2 separate regions of the Gossypium hirsutum genome follow, and region 1 is linked to region 2. A link is a contact called in public Hi-C data. All regions are on one chromosome and are shown on one strand. The core of a region is the stretch at or near the end of the contact, and the rest is flanking DNA. Distances in the headings are between cores, read along the strand shown. Region 1 holds the start of LOC107955705 (protein JASON). Region 2 has its middle 16 kb from the start of LOC107956417.

Evidence for each region. Hi-C and Micro-C count contacts between places; a contact is called where the count stands out from the background.
Region 1: a contact with region 2 is called in a Hi-C map of leaf, with 4 times the contacts expected there. The contact joins the promoter of LOC107955705 here to the enhancer-like site in region 2. A contact is called at or near these places in 15 of 34 Hi-C or Micro-C datasets (anther, callus, hypocotyl and 3 more).

What each region holds. Positions count from the first base shown.
Region 1 is chrA07:84,699,251-84,702,353 of Gossypium_hirsutum_v2.1, forward strand. It overlaps LOC107955705 (protein JASON), which reads left to right and starts at 1,837. Exons shown (of 7, transcript XM_016891501.2): 1 at 1,837-2,141; 2 at 2,329-2,377; 3 at 2,514-2,578; 4 at 2,664-2,878. The coding sequence starts at 1,971.
Region 2 is chrA07:84,575,102-84,578,376 of Gossypium_hirsutum_v2.1, forward strand. No RefSeq gene overlaps it. Among protein-coding and RNA genes, the nearest start is that of LOC107956417, 16 kb to the right of the region's middle. Within about 2 kb of position 1,865, at least 1 of the 9 cell types and tissues checked has an H3K27ac peak or open chromatin away from gene starts, as enhancers often do. A contact at or near this core is called in leaf, where this site is marked.

The DNA of each region.
Region 1 (3,103 bases), core at 587-3,086, 120 kb after region 2:
AAAAACTTAGATAAGTAGAATTCACGTGACTACTTAGTAAGCTTTCGTAAAGCTTTCGTAAAGCTAAACATGTAGTTTTCAAACGTGTAGTGTACAAAAAGTAATCGTGTGTGAAGAGTTCGAATGGGACAAGTCAAACCACATTTCATCAAAACAAGGTTTGGGAATTAAGTATTTGAATTATAGGCATTAGAGTGGCATGTACATAGGTGTTCAATTGGTATGAAAGTGGAATATAATGCATTAGTTCATACAAAAGTTAAGTTGAAGTGGAAAGATTTTGAGGATAATGTGGTCATGTGTTAGTAAATGAACATAGATGAACATGTGATGCTTTAAATGGTATTTTCGTGTAATTTAAGGTTGGAAAATGATTAAGAATGATTGGAATTGAATAGAGTATGTTTAGGGAAGTCTTTGGGTGTGTTTAAACTTGATTTTTGGCTCCTTTGCACCCAAGTACCAATACTTGAAGGACTTGTATTGGTACAACATCGATAAAATGCAACAAATGAACAATATTAAGCAGAGATATTGGTACCTAGGGGAGTTGTATTGGTACAAATACCCTATTTTACCCTAATATAAATGTTTTCTCACCAAAAAGACCTCGAACAACCTCAAATTGAAGCCAGATTGTAGAGTAAGCTTAGAAATGATTAAAAAAAAGTCTTAAAAGACCTAAAATTAACCTAAAGAATGAATTGAACTTGAATGTCATGTTTGGTACGAAAGTGATTTGTTTGACTTCAAATATTTCATTTCCTGCTTGAGTTTAGGTTTGAGCTCAAGTAAGGGGTGTTACAATATTTCATATTTTGGTTTTAATAATTAACAATAATAAATGTTAAAATTTAATATATAATTAATCAATCTAAAATGTATAATTTGCGATACTTGAATTTTGATTTTGGTTTTTTTTTAGAATAAAAGTATCATTTATATTTGTTTTACAACTTATGGAAACTAATTTTTTCGAGGTTCGTGATTGTCCTCTCAATAATGTCATCTTCAATATTCAAACTTGAACTTTCTCATTGAGGGTATAAGGTGCCTTACCATTGGCATTTTAATTATGTTTCTTACTTTAGTATGTCAGACTTAATAGCTTTACTTGTTAAAGTCGCTATGGCTAGATTTCCTATGTTGTTTGTTGTTATTTTATGTATGAAATGCTCTTTTATGACATTTTAAAGAAAAAAATTGATTCAATTATATATATATATAAATTAATTAATCTAATATTTTTACATTGAATAAATATAATTATTTATGTAATAAAATAAATAAATTTAAATTGATGCTACATTGATAATAGTGTTACGGATTCCAAAAATTAAATTAAAATATTTCCTATTTATAATTATATAAAATCAAAATTATAAATCAATTTATAATTTTTTCCAGGACAGCAAATTACATTACATCGAAATTCATCTATAATTTTTATATTTATCAAAATCATTTAAGTTAAAGTTAACTGAAAACAATTACAAAATTAAAAATTAAAAATTGTTAATTACAAAAAATTGTGATTTACAAGCCTAATAAGCGTTATTAGTGAGAAGAAGGAAAAATGGTAAGACATTCCTTCTATAAAAGGTTCACCTGCTCAAGTTTACAACCAACAGTCTACTCGCTACCCTTTCACCCTTTTCTATCATTGCAAAGAAGGGCCAATTCAGTAATTTACACTACCACAATTACAATTTCATACGTGGCATTCCCACTCAGCGAGTACTAATAAGGATACAGACAGGTGAGAAGATAAATGTGGGAGCATTTTAATATTTTTCCTTAATAACGTTTAAAAAAGACGTTTTTAGAGGAAATACATCATAATAATATTTCCCTCGTTTTGTGGTATTTCAAATTTCAAAAAACGACCCAACAACTCTCTCTTCTCCTTTTCTCTGTTAAATCATCGGTTCTAAAAAATAATCCAAAAAACCAAGAATTCAATAAATGAAATGGTATGCGATTTTTTGAATCGAGACTCAGGGTTAGGGATAATCTCGAGATCAGTGGTGAGGTTTCTTGATTTGACGGTGTGCAGAGCCATGGGATGTTTCTTCCACTGTTTCGGCGTCAGAACCGATCGTTCCCGCCCTCACCTCGTCGCTTCCTGTTCCAAATCCACTGTAAGTTTTTTTTTGTCTGTTTGTGTTTTTGCACTTTCATTTCCAGTTTTCTTGTACCTGCGTTTGGTTTCTCGGAAAATTCAGTTCAAGAAACATTTTCTTTCCTAGTCTTTTTCTTTTTATATTTCTAAAGAGAAGACAAACTTGAATAAAGCTAGCTTCGTTTATTTTCGTTTTGGCTGAGCAGGAACGTACTGTTTCTCGAAATCGATTATCGTCTCTCTTTGTTGACGAAGGTAACTATATATGTATCGATTATCTAGCTTATTTGTCGATTTAGCTAATTTCAACATTTTTTTTTGTCCCCTCAAATTTGATTTTTCCTTTGTTTGAAAGTGTAATTATTTTGTTTTCTTGTTTTGGTTCTAAAAGAGAAAGGAGATTCTCCATCCAACGATTTGGAGTCTCCACAAATTAATAAAGGTCTCAAGGATGAGGTATGTACATCGAGCAATTCGATTTAGATTTGTTGCTTTGTATGTGCAATGCGAATTACAATTCAAATTTTTTACCTTTCCGTAGGCAAAGTTCCTTAAATCTTGTGGCACAATACCAGAGACTCCGGTTGAAATTCGCAAAGCATCTCACAAGCTTAAACAGTCCCCTCCTTGTGGTGGAGATTCAGAGACTTCGAAGTATCGTTCTTGGCTTCCAAACACATCCATTGATAAGCTTCAGTTGGATAAGAAATCAGACCAGCCACCTACTCCAAGTAAACTTTTCGAGGTGTTGGGGAGGTCAGATTCTCCGGATAATACACCTAGCAGGTTATCAGATTTAACTTCAGACTTTAAAAATTTTAATCAACAAATCGAAACATGTAATTGGCTTCTCACTGAATTTAGAATTGCTTTGCGGATAATAATTTTCTTCTTAGAAATGAAGCAACAGTATCTGCAATTTTGTTGTGTGATTTTGTGAATACATTTTCGCATAATTTTGAAGTCTACCTGACAATTGAC
Region 2 (3,275 bases), core at 615-3,114:
TTAAAAAATTGAAATATGTCTTTTTTTTTAATATTTTACTATAACCATGTAGCACACTTGTCAATATTGAGAAGCACACCTTAGAGAACAAGAATGAGTAATTCTTTCATATGTATTAACAAAGCAATATCCAACGATATATATACAAGCCATAGTTAGCAGCTGATTAACAACAACTGATCAGTAACAGACTAACGAATTGCTAACTATACAAACAAACTAACTGCTAACAGCTACAACCATTAATTCCTTAATATGCCTCCAGCTTTCTCATGACTGCTGACTGACCAGGTTTAGCAATAAGCTTGAGACATGACCTGAACTTTGTAAACAAAGGCCAGACAAAGGCTCAGTGAATACATTAGCTATTTGCTCTTGAGCAATAACATGTCCTACTTGCAATAGTCCAACAGCAACTCTTTCCCTGACAAATAAGAGATCTAATTCGACATGTTTGAATTTCGAATGAAGAACTGGATTAGCAGAAACAGCAACAGCTCCAGAGTTATCGCACCAAACAGCAGCTTTGCGAGTAGAAGAGATATGTAGCTCAGAGAGGAGAGAATCAAGCCAAACCATTTCAGTGACAGTGTGAGCAAGGCCACGATATTCTTCTTCAGCAGTGGACCTGGAGACTACTTTTTGTTTCTTGGATCCCTAGGCAACTGGACTCCCTCCGAGAAACGCACAGAACCCCGTAGTAGATCGTCTATCATCCACATCGATTCCCCAATTATCATCTGAGTACCCTACTAAATCCAGATTGGCAGCTTTAGTGAAATGCAGTCCATAATCCATGGTGTTCTAAAGGTACCAAAGAATACGTTTCACAGCCTTAAAGTGTTGATCTAAAGGTTGATGCATGAACTGGTAAACCTTATTGACAACAAAGGCAATATCAGGCCTGGTGATGACCACGTACTGTAATGCACCCACAATACTTCTGTAATCCGAGGCATTCTCCACTGCACTGCCAACATGGAGAGACAAAACACAGGAGGTGACCATGGGCGTAGGTGAACCTGCCGCTTGATCCATCTTGGCTCTCCGTAGAAGATCAAGCACATATTTCTGCTGACTTAAAAATAGCCCTTCAGTAGTAGGAAGAACCTTAATTCCAAGGAAATAAGAAAGATGCCTCAAGTCTTTCAAGGAAAATGTTTTATTCAAAATTGTGACAAACTCATCAATGCTACCTTTGTTATTCCCAGTAACAATGATGTCGTCCACATAACAAGGACATAGAGACAAACATCCTTAGTTTTTCGAACAAACAAAGAGCTGTCTGATTTTGTCAAAACAAACTAGGACATGAGTAGGAAGTCTCTCAACTTAGAAAACCAAGCTCGGGGAGCCTGCTTAAGACCATATAGAGCCTTCTTGAGTTTGCAGACCAAAGGTTGATCACCATGATTTTGTTCAAAACCAGGAGGTTGAACCATGTAAATTTCTTCGGACAAATCACCATTAAGGAAGGCATTGTCGATGTTGAGCTGCCGGAGATGCCAACAAAACTTTACAGCAAGCGTTAGGTCAACACGAATGGTTGTTGGCTTAACAACCGGACTAAAAGTCTCATGGAAGTCAATGCCAGCTTCCTGAAGATACCCTTTGACCACCAAACGTCCTTTGTATCGGGCTATTGAACCATCGGCATGTCTTTTGAGCTTAAACACCCATTTGCACCCCACAGCTCTCCAGTTGGCAGGTAAGGGAACCAAGTCCCATGTCTGATTTCTAAATAATGCATTTTAGCTGCTAGAGCCCATTCCTTAGATGACAAAGCCTCCTCAATTGTAGTCGGTTCAGAAACACCAATCTCTACTGAGAAGACACGAGGTTTGAAAATTCCACTCTTGGACCGGGTCTGCATGGGGTAAGTGTTGACAGGAGGAGTAGGAATTGACTCATCAACCGGAACACTACTGGACACCATTTAAGAGGCTGGTGGAGAGACCTCAGCAGGAGAAGGAGAAACCCGAGTACTACTAGCTGAATGGGAGACAACATAGTAGCAGCTGGACGAGGCTGAATGGTAGCAGACCCTGAGGAAGCAGACCTAGCAGAGTGAAGATCGGACGGATAGCGTACTACTGGGACTGAAGATTCGTGACGCTGGAACTGAGATGAAGCAATAGCAGACACAGAACTATCTGGACACCATATTGAGAAGCATACCTTAGAGAACAAGAATGAGTAATTCTTTCCTATGTATCAACAAAGCAATATCCAACAATATATATACAAGCCATAGTTAGCAGCTGATTAACAACAACTGATCAGTAACAGACTAACGAACTGCTAACTATACAAGCAAACTAACTGCTAACAGCCACAACCATTAATTCCTTAATAGTCAACTCTTTGACTACTTGTGGATTCTAAAAACTTCATTAATTGTATACCAAATTATTTTCATTATATTAAATATAATCCTTATCTAATTAATTTAAACAATGAGTATTGTGTTGTTTTATTTCCCAAAAAGACAGGTGAATATTGGGACGTAGACGTATAATACTAAAAACATTGGTTGAAATGATAGTATTTCTTTTTCTTTTTCTTTTTTGAGAAAAAAATTATAATATTTAAAAAATAGACAAATTGTATAAATTAGATTTTAATAAGTGCTTATTTGATCCTCTAATTTTATATAAAAAATTATTTTAACCCTTTATTTATTTATTTTACTTTTTTTTAATCCTTAAACTTTTGTTTGTTGTACCCTTAAACTATATTGGTTTGTTTACTTTTGTTTTTTCGTTAATAATATTGCTTTACCTTCAAAAAAGATATTATGATTAAACTAAATACTAATTAGAAAATGTAAGGCATTCTTACAACTTTAGCCCATAGATCTTTCATTTATTTGTCAATTTGGTCCTTTTTTAAAATTAAATTTGACACTCAACCTTTTAAAAAAATTAATTTTGATCATCAACCTTTTAAAAAGAATTGAATTGATTTTTTTTAATAGAAATACTAACTAACACGTTAAATTTGTAAACATTGTAGCCCACATTGCAATCTAAGTGTACTTCATGCTATTTTTTGAATTTTTATGAAGCTTTTATACTCTTTTATTTTTGAATATTTTTATAACTTTTAAAATATTTATTAACATGTATATATGACAAACAATATCATGCCAGAAAGAAGTGCATATAGACTACTACACAAGTTGACACATCAACATCATTAAAGAATATTTTAATCAACATTTTTGTTAAAAAATAACAATTTAAGTCTTTTTGAAATATTAACAGCTAAATTTA